Regions from separate parts of the Danio rerio genome. Here region 1 is linked to region 2. A link is a contact called in public Micro-C data. All regions are on one chromosome and are shown on one strand. The core of a region is the stretch at or near the end of the contact, and the rest is flanking DNA. Distances in the headings are between cores, read along the strand shown.

The links. A called contact is a pair of places that touch in the nucleus more often than the background predicts.
Region 1: a Micro-C map of caudal fin shows a contact between it and region 2, with 2.8 times the contacts expected there. The contact joins two enhancer-like sites. A contact is called at or near these places in 2 of 18 Hi-C or Micro-C datasets (caudal fin and an unstated tissue).

Annotation. Positions count from the first base shown.
Region 1 is chr18:10,880,089-10,885,731 of GRCz12tu, forward strand. sema3e (sema domain, immunoglobulin domain (Ig), short basic domain, secreted, (semaphorin) 3E) reads left to right here. Exons shown (of 17, transcript NM_001045084.1): 7 at 5,083-5,225. Among named protein-coding and RNA genes, the nearest start is that of pclob, 49 kb to the right of the region's middle. Within about 2 kb of position 3,128, at least 3 of the 62 cell types and tissues checked have an H3K27ac peak or open chromatin away from gene starts, as enhancers often do.
Region 2 is chr18:10,441,776-10,447,511 of GRCz12tu, forward strand. It overlaps sema3d (sema domain, immunoglobulin domain (Ig), short basic domain, secreted, (semaphorin) 3D), which reads left to right. Exons shown (of 18, transcript NM_131048.2): 9 at 2,754-2,868; 10 at 2,966-3,035; 11 at 4,442-4,586; 12 at 4,868-5,090. Among named protein-coding and RNA genes, the nearest start is that of sema3d, 45 kb to the left of the region's middle. Within about 2 kb of position 2,071, at least 4 of the 62 cell types and tissues checked have an H3K27ac peak or open chromatin away from gene starts, as enhancers often do.

The DNA.
Region 1 (5,643 bases), core at 1,878-4,377, 440 kb after region 2:
ATTTAAATCAAGTAAATAAAAAAAATATATAAGGCATTTTGTTGTTTAAAATCAACTCCAGCTAAAAAGTGCACTAATAAGTAGGATCTAACTTAGAGTGACAATATGAAAATTACAACTTTTAGTACAATTAAGTCTCAGACATAGTCACTACCTACAAAACGGCCGTGCATATAAATGTGCATATGGATAAAATGGAGCATTAATTCAAAAGTGAAGCACAGGTTGTCATATGTGTGTGGTTTAGGGAGGCCTGTGTTGCCCTGCTGTGAGCTGCTTTAATGCTTCCCTTTGGCTGTATATCATCTCCTGCAGTCATACAGGAGCTCTGGCCTTCAGCCCAGATGCACACGACAGAGACTGATGTTTTTAACATGCGTATCACTGAAGCCTCATCAGAGGTGCAGATCACACATCAGACCCACACCAGTGTGACTGAACGAAATCCTACTGCAATGCTGCTGCCACTGTATTATACCCTGCACAAAGCCCAATCGTTCTGAATGGATGGAACTGGAAAAACGAAATGACAAGGCTCAGACAATGCTCATTTATTGTGTTGTTACATTGGTAGTGTTCTCTAAAAACTATATTAAAATCTTAAAATGTGGTTTTTACTTTTTGGTTATTTTAAGCTAATTAATAAATGTTCTAAATGACTACATTTGCATTGTAAATTGTAAAGAAAGGTCATAAGTAGTTTACAGAGTGAAAATAAAATTAAGTTTTGCACAATTAAAATATGTATAAAGTCAAAATTGTTAGACGCCGTGTGAACTTTAATTATTTTCTTTCAAATATTGCACAAATGTTTAACAGAGTGAAGATTTTAACACATTTTTGAACCTAATAGTTTTAATAATTAATTTTTCATAGCTAATTATAATTTATTTAGCAATTGCCATGATGACAGTACTTAATATTGCAACCCAGGCTCATTCTGAAAACGCACCGCTAATACATTTTTGGAGAGCACCAAATTCGCAACTTTTTTTTTTTTTTTTTTGCACAAATATCTCCCTCAAGTGCCATTCTCACCTGCTGTTCTTGCGTAAATCCACTAGAGGCAGTTGTGGACTGATTGACTTACTGAATGACAAACCGATAGACTGACCCACCCTCTTCATTTCCTAAACCTAACCAATCTCTGCGTTTCAAGTCCATACATGGTGAGCTACTAAACATACTGGTAACAGCGGGAAAGCCATATGGAGGTCAGGGGTCAGCTGGTGGAACGCGAAAAGGATTGGCATCATACTACTCAATAGCGATTGTTTTCAAGACGAAATGCAGCCATACCTACTTCTTACTACATAATTTGCCATCTTAAGAAATGTAAATAGCGCTACGTTTTCACAATGTGCCCATGTTGTATTATTGTTGTATTATTATCTATATTGTACTAGTTATTCAAGATACTAGTATTCAGCTTAAAGTGTAATTTAAAGGCTTAAATAAGGTAAATACTGTAGGTTAACTATGCAAGTTAGGTTAATAAGGGAAGTCACTGGACAACAGTGGTTTGCATATCAAAAAAAGTGAAAACCAAAATATTATGGGAGCTAATAATAATGTCTTTATAAATGTTAAATAAATAACTTTAATTCCAGCCAAACAAAAATAAATAAACCTTTCTCCAGAAAAAGATGGATGTAAAAGGAATATCATGTCATTTCTTCATTAAACATCACTCATTGAATATTGCATTTGCCTTTTACTGTATATATGGTCGGATACAAGTGGCCGAAATGAGTTTCCTTCGCAGCGTGGCAGAGCACACCCTTATAGATAGGGTGAGGAGCTCTGTCACCCGGGAGAAGCTCGAAGTAGAGCCGCTGGTCCTCCACATTGAGAGAAGTCAGCTGAGGTGGGTCGGGCATTTGTTTCGCAAGCCTTCTGGTCGCCTACCTAGGGAGGTGTTCCAGGCATGTCCCACCGGGCGGAGGCCTGGGGCAAGATCCAGGTCACGCTTTAGGGACTATAGCAGCGTCTCAAATGGCACACTATGCACTCATGCACTAAGTGCTTCTCTACTTACACACTCAACAGCATAGTACAAGTACTGTCGTCCCAAATGGCACACTAATGTTTTTTTACTAAGCAGAAATTCAAGCCGTTTCCCTGATGACATTTGACGGTTGCCAAATTAGTTAAATAAATGACCAAACTACCAAATAATACCTGCCATGAGTATAAACGCATTCACCATCGGGAGGCGCTATTATCACTCTCATAGGAGAATTTTGCTTTCACCGTCCAAAACAAATAAAGTGTGGGGTTCTCTCCTAAGACTGCTGCCCCCGTGACCCATACCCTGAAAAGCAGATGAATGAATGAATGAATGAATGAATGAATGAATGAATGAATTTCAGATGCACACAGAGCAAATGAGGCAACACGGTGGCTCAGTGGTTAGCACTGTCGCCTCACAGCAAGAAGGTTGCTAGGTCATGTCCTGGCTGGGTCAGTTGGCATTTCTGTGAAGAGTTTGCATGTTTCTTACCATGTTGGCGTGGTTTTCCTCTGGGATCTCCTGTTCCCCCCCCCACAGTCCAAAGACTTGAGGTATACGTGAATTGAATAAACTAAATTGGCCTTAGTGTATGGTGTGAATGAGTGTGTATGGTTGTTTCCCAGTACTGGGTTGCAGCTGGAAGGTCATCCGCTGTGTAAAACATATGCTAGATAAGTTGGTTGTTTATTCTGCTATGGCGACCCCTGTTGAATAAAGGGACTAAGCTGAAAAAAAAAAAGAATGAATGTTTATAGCTTATACATATGTAAATAATATACATGTGCTTGTTAACCTTATATTTGAAAAAGTCATTCTTAAACTATGCCAAAACAATAACTAAATCCTGCTTTATGAACTGGATATACAATAAACTGCTACACTGTAACCATGTTAGTCCAAACTGTATACTGATTCATAAACTGTTTTTGCCCATCATGCAAAATGTGTGTGTGTTTCCAGTAAGATGTGGAGTCTATGCTAATAATACAGTGTTGTCTCGCACTCGTCACGTGTGATTCAGGCTCCTGCTGTGATGCATTAATCATTCAGAGAGAGCGAAGAGCAAGGAGTATGACACGTACCATCAATCTCTGTGAGACCCATTCACATCCATTCCGACATAATAAAACACGGTCAAATACCATCACATCCTGAGGTCATCAGCTCGATAGCACACAAGTGCGTAATGCGGGGCAGAGAGCGCGACTCCATGGGGACTTGTACATTTTCTGTGCGTATTCGACAGTGTGAGGTGGAGGTCTGCGTGTTGTGAATGGTGTTAACTGCTGTTAAGTGTTATCGCTTCAGACTCACGGGGTGCTGAAGATTTAATCCCACTCACACTCGCTGCACTGCGGCCTTCAACATGCAGAGCACACAACTTAAGGGGATAAGGGATTTGTTTGTGTTAGACTATATTGGGAATATGTATTTTGTGCATAAAATGTTAATTATAGAGTTGCAATCAGAATTATTAAACCCCCTGAATGATTAGCCCTCTTGTTTATTTTTTTCCCCCAATTTCTGTTTAACGAAGAAAAGATTTTTTTTAACACATTTCTAAACATAATAGTTTTAATAACTCATTTCTTAATAGCTGATTTATTTTATCTTTGCCATGATGACAGTAAATAATATTTGACTAGATATTTTCAAGACACTTTTATACAGCTTTACGTGACTTTTAAAGGCTTAACTAGGTTAACTAGTCAGGTTAGCGTAATTAGGCAAGTTATTGTATAACAATGTTCTGTAGATTATTGAGAAAAAAAAATGTAGCTTAAAGGGGCTAATAATTTTGACCTTAAAGTTACTTAAAAAAAATTAAAAGCTGCTTTTATTCTTGCCGAAATAAAACAAATAAGACTTTCTCCTGAAGAAAAAATATTATCAGACATATTGTCAAAATTGTTTTGTTCTGTTAAACATCATTTTAGAAATATTTTAAAAATAAAAAAAAATAAAAGGGGTTTAATAATTCTGATTGCAACTTTAGTTCATGTTGCTTTGATTTTAATAGTAGTTATTATATAATATTAAAAATGTTGTCTGCACCAGTGGTGTAGTAGTTAGTGCGTCGACACATGCACTCCGGTGCTCGCGGCGACCCAAGTTTGATTCCCGCCTCGTGGTCCTGTGCCTGTGTGTATTGAAAATGTTTAACTAAACATCTGCTAAATATATTACTAATGCAAAGTTTGGAAAAGAATATAAAACAAAAGAAAGGTGATTCAACACATTGCTCACATATTGGGGTGGGTGGGTATACGTAGATCGCTAGGCGATCATGAACCGAAACCATCAAGCTGCTGCTGTTGTATTTATAGAGAGAGAAAAAAAAAAACTGCAGTGATTCTCTGAAATTGTTAGCCTACTGAAATGTGTATATTCCATACAGAATATGAAGCTGATTGGTCCCTTCTTGTCATTAGACTCGCGGTGCATTTGCAGCATTCTGAAGATGTTTTCAGCTGGGTGTGCCTGGAAGACCCAACATGTGTGCACAAGCCAAGCACCTTCTAAATATTTGAATGGTTGCCGTCATTTGCGATCTCCAGCTGTTGATCTTCTTGCACAGACATGATGGATTCACCCGATTTTTTTGACAATAGGGTTGCAGATCTATACCTTTGGCTTCATTGGGCCTTATACCCCTTCACAAAGAAACTTTAGAAAGACGTCTGTTTCTCGCTCAGAATAAATAAAACTGAAATAATTTTTGATTTCTTCTGCGGCCTGGTACCAGTTGGGTCCATGGCCTGGGGGTTGGGGACCACTTGTTTACAGCATGAAATAAGTACATTTTAACAGTTTTTTAATACTTAGAGTAATCATAAATCCAGAGAAACTGATAATTATTTTATTTGTTTTGTTCATTCAAACATTAATTGATTTATTCAATTGATTTCATAATTATTTAGTTTTTATTTTATTAATTTCTAGTAAGATAGTTTAAAATAATATTACAACTTAATCATATCAAACAGATGTAGTCTTGGTGAACGTAGGAAACAGTCTTCTTTGTAATTCTGACCATATGTCTTGTGTTTGTGTTTTTCTTTCCCCAGAGCCCAAGTTTGTGGGTTCAGCGGTGATCCCTGACAATGACGACCCTGCTGACGATAAGGTTTACTACTTCTTCACAGAGCGAGTGGCCGATGTTGAGGGAGGAAATAAAGCTGTTTACACCAGAGTGGCCAGAGTCTGTGCGGTATGGAACACACATCAGAAAAACTTTAAGTAAAACTAGCTTTGTTCTGCATACATTCAGCTGTAGTACAGTATGTAACAGAACATTCCTCACTATCTTCAGTAGCATTAATCTAAATCTAAGTGAAAAAGGACTAAGTGAGCACACATGATAAATTAAGGTTTTATGAAGCCAAACGTTCAATCTATGCAAGAAACTGAAGTATTTAGAATATTTTTATAATTTTACCTTCAGCCTGAAAACAATTTCATCAACACTGGAAAACCAAAAAATCTTAATTGAGCATGTTAAACAATACACCAATAACTAAAATAATCAGCTTTTTTAAAATAACATTTTTGCCACAGTTTACATGGCAGCAATAACCCACTAATGCAAAAAACAGTTTACAAAAATCACTTTTATATGCGAACACATC
Region 2 (5,736 bases), core at 821-3,320:
TTTGATTTAAAATGTTAATACTTAAATACAAAGCATGTGGTAGGACAAATACAGTACATGTGGAAATACTACTATTTTTTTAATTTGTAAACTGAAAAATGAGTAGTCAGTTGGCCGTTATTGCGAAATAATATTATAAAAAAATGGAATGACCTTAAAGCTTAAAGGAAAAACTCAGGAATTAGAGTTTTATTTTCTGAAACACAAAAGAAAATACAATTCTCAAAGCTAAAAAATCAGTTTCTAGCTTTATTTTTAATGTACTTTTTGTTCACCATTAAAAAAAAATTCAAACAGGTTTGGAACAGGTAGAGGGTAAAGAAAAATGAGCTGAACTTTCCTTTTAACAAAATAGATGGGGTTTGTGTGTATATTCTGAACAATATCTTAAGCATACATCCACTAGACTGATTAGAGTTGACTCCAGGCCTGTGATAAGGATCCACAATCAAATAGAACATACACAAAGTACAATATGTTTCTTATCCAAGGCTGAGTGTACTCTTAGCCGTCTTTATCAAAACTGGTTAAAAAACAGTATAATCTACATTCAGGCAGTTATAATCCTTATTACACAAAGTCTTTATTTAATAAACAAGAAAAGAATCACTTTAAAAGAATTAACCGTAAAAATAGCTAAATCACTTTAGACATTTTAGATAGTCTTAACTCATAGAAATAACAATAGAAACAGTTGCTTCCGGTCCTCAGCCCTCAGTTCCACTTAAGGTCTTCATGACCTCTGACCGAGTTTGGTGGCTCCTGAAAATAGTTATAAAGAGACAGGCAAATGCACTGAACATTCTTATATTAAGTGTGTTAACTTTTTCATTAATTAAAATCAATTCACAGTTAAATACTCATTCAAATTATCAAATAATTCTATTTAATAAATTAAAAAAAATTATGAGAAACAGGATGATGAAAAGGATAAACGTTGGTCCATGATGAAACGGATTGGAAAGCAGAAATCAGAATCCTTCAATTGTTTTTTGATTTTTAAAAAAAAAATGTATTAGGCGAGTTAGTAGGCATTTCTGTGTGGAGTTTGCATGTTCTCCCCGTGTTCACGTAGGTTTCCTCCGGGTGCTCCAGTTTCCTCCCACAGTCCGAAGACATGCGCTATAAATGAATTGGGCAAGCTAAATTGTCCGTAGTGTATGTGTGTGAATGAGTATATGTGGACCCCAGATTAATAAAGGGACTAAGCCGAAAATTATTCAGTTTATTTAGGAGGTAATTAATAAATGTAAAAACAAAAGTTAAATTGTGAAATGTGTATAAAAGTTTTAAATAACTGCTCACTTATTTTATGTAGTTTCAAATGAAATTATTACTCCAGCCATTATTGCTTGTATTACTATTACCATTGACAATAATAATAGTATTATTAATAATAATAATAATATTAATAATAATTGGTATTATAATGAAGTTATTTCTGAAGGGACTATGTGACTGACGACTGTAGTAAGGAAGCTAAAAATTCATTTAAAATCACTGGAATAAATAATTAAATTAAATAATAAAATAATTGTGAACAGTTATTTTATAGTGCAATAACATTTCACAATTTCACAATTTGTATGGTATTTTTGATGAAATAAACGCAGCCTTGGTGAGCAGGAGAAGCTTATTTTAAAACTTTTAAAAATCCTACAGACTCCAAACTTTTTACCGGTAATGTATGTTAAAATGGAATACTGTAAATTAGAGTACAGATGACAATATTGCTGCTTTTAATAAACAGATGCAACCTTGGTAATCACATAAGAAAACATTTTAAATAATCTTATCAGCCCTAAACGTTTTAACGTTATAGAGAGCATGCCATACGCTGGAAATGGATCTAAATATTTTAATTTGGAACGCTGATTGACCAATCCTAATCGAATATTATAAAGAGCTGATTTTTAATAAGTGTTCGCACATGTCAGCTGTCATCCAGCAGCAATTATAAAACATCAATGATTTAAAGCTGTTTTCTTAATGCTATAGACTCATCCTCCCAGGCTGTATGCTATAAAAATTCCAAGCTCTATTGCAAAATTCTTGGTCTGGAGCAGGAGGGTTTTTATAGCTTTAGGAGAGAGCTGTAAAGCAATCTGAGGCCAGATTCCTCACTGGATAACTGGCCTAACACGAGAAGAGGGCATCTTTGAAGATTAAAGAATTTGGAAAACACCACTCCTAAACCTCTTTTAGGTCTCTTCCCCCCTTTTTTTCTCAAGTGTGTGTGTTATTCAACATGGAGAATGGCAGTGGAGGAATATGTTTGCTGCTTTAAGCGAGTGTAGATGAAATCATTGAAATCCTTTGATTAAACCCTTCTGGCAGTAATGAGGAGATCTGTTTAAGTGTTCTCAGCATGTCTTCTCTTTCTGAGACCTTTCAGTGATCTTTTGTGCATCTAAATACGTAAAACCTGCTCATGGAGAGGGTCATTATATTCTCTTTATAAACTCTCCTTGCTCGCTTTTCTCCATTTCTTGAACAGTCTTTCTTTGTCTCTCGTGTGTGCATTTGTGCTCCTCTTTAGCCTTTGTGTTACTGAAGGGCTTGTGGTTTGCTGTCGTCTTATGCTTAATTGAATAAGCTGCTTTAATCAGAAGCAAATGCTGGGTTTACATTTTATTATGAAAGTCTATAAAATATATAATAACTGAGGATTTAAATGATAAACACATGCTTTCGGAATGACTTCACTGAAATGTCCTATATTTGCGTGTGTCTGTGTGTGTTTTTGCATGAAGAACGATGTTGGAGGTTTGAGAAGTCTTACTAACAAGTGGACAACATTTCTCAAAGCGAGACTCGTGTGCTCCATTCCTGGACCAGATGGAGTGGACACACACTTTGATGAGCTCCGTGAGTGATGTGTTTTATGTTACTTCTCCCTCCCACAAACGCATATTTTAGATTTATCAGACTTTTTAAAATGTGTGTATGTGTGTGTGTGTTACAGAGGACATCTTTCTTCTCCCTAGCAGAGATGAGAAAAACCCTATGGTGTATGGAGTGTTCACCACTACCAGGTTAGTGTGTCCAACGCAAGCTCACGGCAATTCGTAACTTTTTGATTCAGTGGTTATTTCGTATGAATTCGTACGATATAGTTTGTACAATTTAGTACGATTTGCTCATCATCCAATGACAGTTGGGGTTAGGGGTGGGGTTGGGTGTCACGACCTCCTTTCTAAAAACGGATATTTTCGTACGACTGAACTAAACTGACAAAACGTAAAATACTTACGTTTTCTTGTAAGATCAGGCTGGTGTATCAGTATTTTTATCTTGGTACTGAAGCTTGAAAAGCAACCCAAAATACAGTTTAATCAATGTAGAGTTATACTTTTTTTTTTTTTGTTATTTCACATTTTGTTGCCTATTAAACAACTTTTCAGCTACATATCAAATCTCAGTGTAATATAATGTATGTATATATAATATAATAATAATTGTATGTACTTGTAAAGTTATTTTTGGCCACATTTACATTTAGGATTTACTTGTACATGTAGAAAATTACATTCAATCTGATACAAGATCATGCTGGCAGCCTTTACTCCCGGCATCCTGGCCAAATTTGCCAAAAATGAGTAAAGCGATTTGAGTGTTTTCAGCTTATTCCCTATAGTAATCTGGGGTCACCACAGCGGAATAAACTGCCAATTTATCCAGCATATGTTTTAAGCAGCGGATGCCCTTTCAGCCACAACCAAACACTGGAAAGCACCCATACACTCTCACATTCACACACATAATCTATGGCCAATTTAGCTTTTTTAGATTTAATACACTCATAGCGCATGTCTTTGTACTGTGGGGGAAACCGGAGCACCCGGAGGGAACCCCTGAACATGGGAAGAATATACAAACTCCACACAGAAATGCTTATTGACCCAGCTGGGGCTTGAACCAGCGAACTTCTTGCTGTTAGGCGATTGTGCTACTTGTGTTCCTTTACGTTTGCTGGGGCTTGATCTCTTTAAGATCTTGCCGAGTTTTTTTTTTTTTTTTTTTGTTAATAGAGGTGCTCTGCAATTAACATCATACTGTATAACCTACACCTATATTTACCTTTAAAAAACACCTAGAAAATAATCATTTTAAATAATGTTATCTTCTGAGAAGTTCCTGACTCCAGAGCTATACATGCTGTATATACATGAAAGTTTAAAGCAACGTGTTTCCTACTTTTGTACTTTTTTTATCTTATGAGTAGCATAAAATCACTGTCCACTGAGAAAATACCTTTTTCCTTTTCTTCGAGACATTCAAAATAATAAACGCATTCTCTCATTGAAGAAGTGATTTTTTAAAAAGTAACGTTATTACGTAACTCATGTTACTTGTAATGCATTATTCCCAACACTGCCTGTTTGTAATGTGAAATGCTTTTACTGAAGTTTTTAGCTTCTTATGTTTTTTGTGGGGTTAGTTCCATCTTTAAAGGATCAGCAGTGTGCGTCTATACAATGGAAGACATCCGTGCAGCGTTTAATGGACCGTATGCTCATAAAGAGGGACCAGATCATCGCTGGGTGGAATATGAAGGCAGAATTCCCTACCCACGTCCAGGCACTGTTAGTAACACTCTTTACACTCCACTTTCATGCTCTTCTCTTTTTCTTTCTTTATCAGGGGCAGACTCTTTCATACATCACCACTAGAGGGAGTCATAACACTACTTATGCCCCCTTTGCTTCCAGTTATTGTTTTTTCTACATACATTAAAGTGGAAATATAATGCCTATTTAGATAATGCCATGTGCAGTTACATCACTTCATATGCATACAAAATTACTTGCAGATTTCATCTTTTTCTACTTTATTTTCTAAACACATCTTATTTTCCCTCTTGCAGTGCCCCAGTCGGACATATGATCCTCATATAAAAACAACGAAAGACTTTCCAGATGAAGTCATCAGTTTTATACGATTGCACCCACTCATGTACCAGTCTGTGCACCCAATGACAGGCCGACCAATTTTCACTCGTATCAATACTGAGTACCGGCTTACTCAGATCATAGTGGACCGCGTGGCAGCTGAGGATGGACAGTATGCTGTTATGTTCTTGGGCACAGGTTAGAAAGACTTGACAAGTCATATAAAACAGCTACATTTATGATGGTGAATTTTTGGGGAAATAAGGAAATGTGATTTAGATATTTGATAAACTCTTAAAGGGATAGTTCACATAAGAATAAAAAAGGTGGCTTGCCATCTCCAGGTTGGAGGAAAGTTCTTACCCCAGATGGTCCGTTGTGGTAAAGAAAGAGCCGAGTTAAAAGGCAAAGCTCTCAATTTACCATTCAATCTACACTCCTACTCTCACCTGTGTTCATGACCTTTGAGTCATGACCGAAAGGACAACATATCAGATACAAGCAGCCGAAATGAATTTCCTTTCAGGGTGGCAGGGCGCACCCTTATAAATAGGGCGAGGAACTCTGTCACTCGGGAGGAGCTCGGAGTGGAGCGGCTGCTCCTCCACATCGAGAGAAGCCAGCTGAGGTGGTTCGGATGTCTCCTTGATCTCTACCTAGGGAGGTGTTCCAGGCATGTCCCACCCGGAGTAGGACTTAGGGAACTATGTGTCTCAGAACGCCTCAGAATCCCCCTGGAGGAAGTGTCTGGAGATATGGGAAGCCTTGGCTCCTCTTCTGAGACTGCTGGCCCCGTGACCCGGCCCCGGAAAAGCAGAAGAAAATGAATGAGAATAAATGAAGG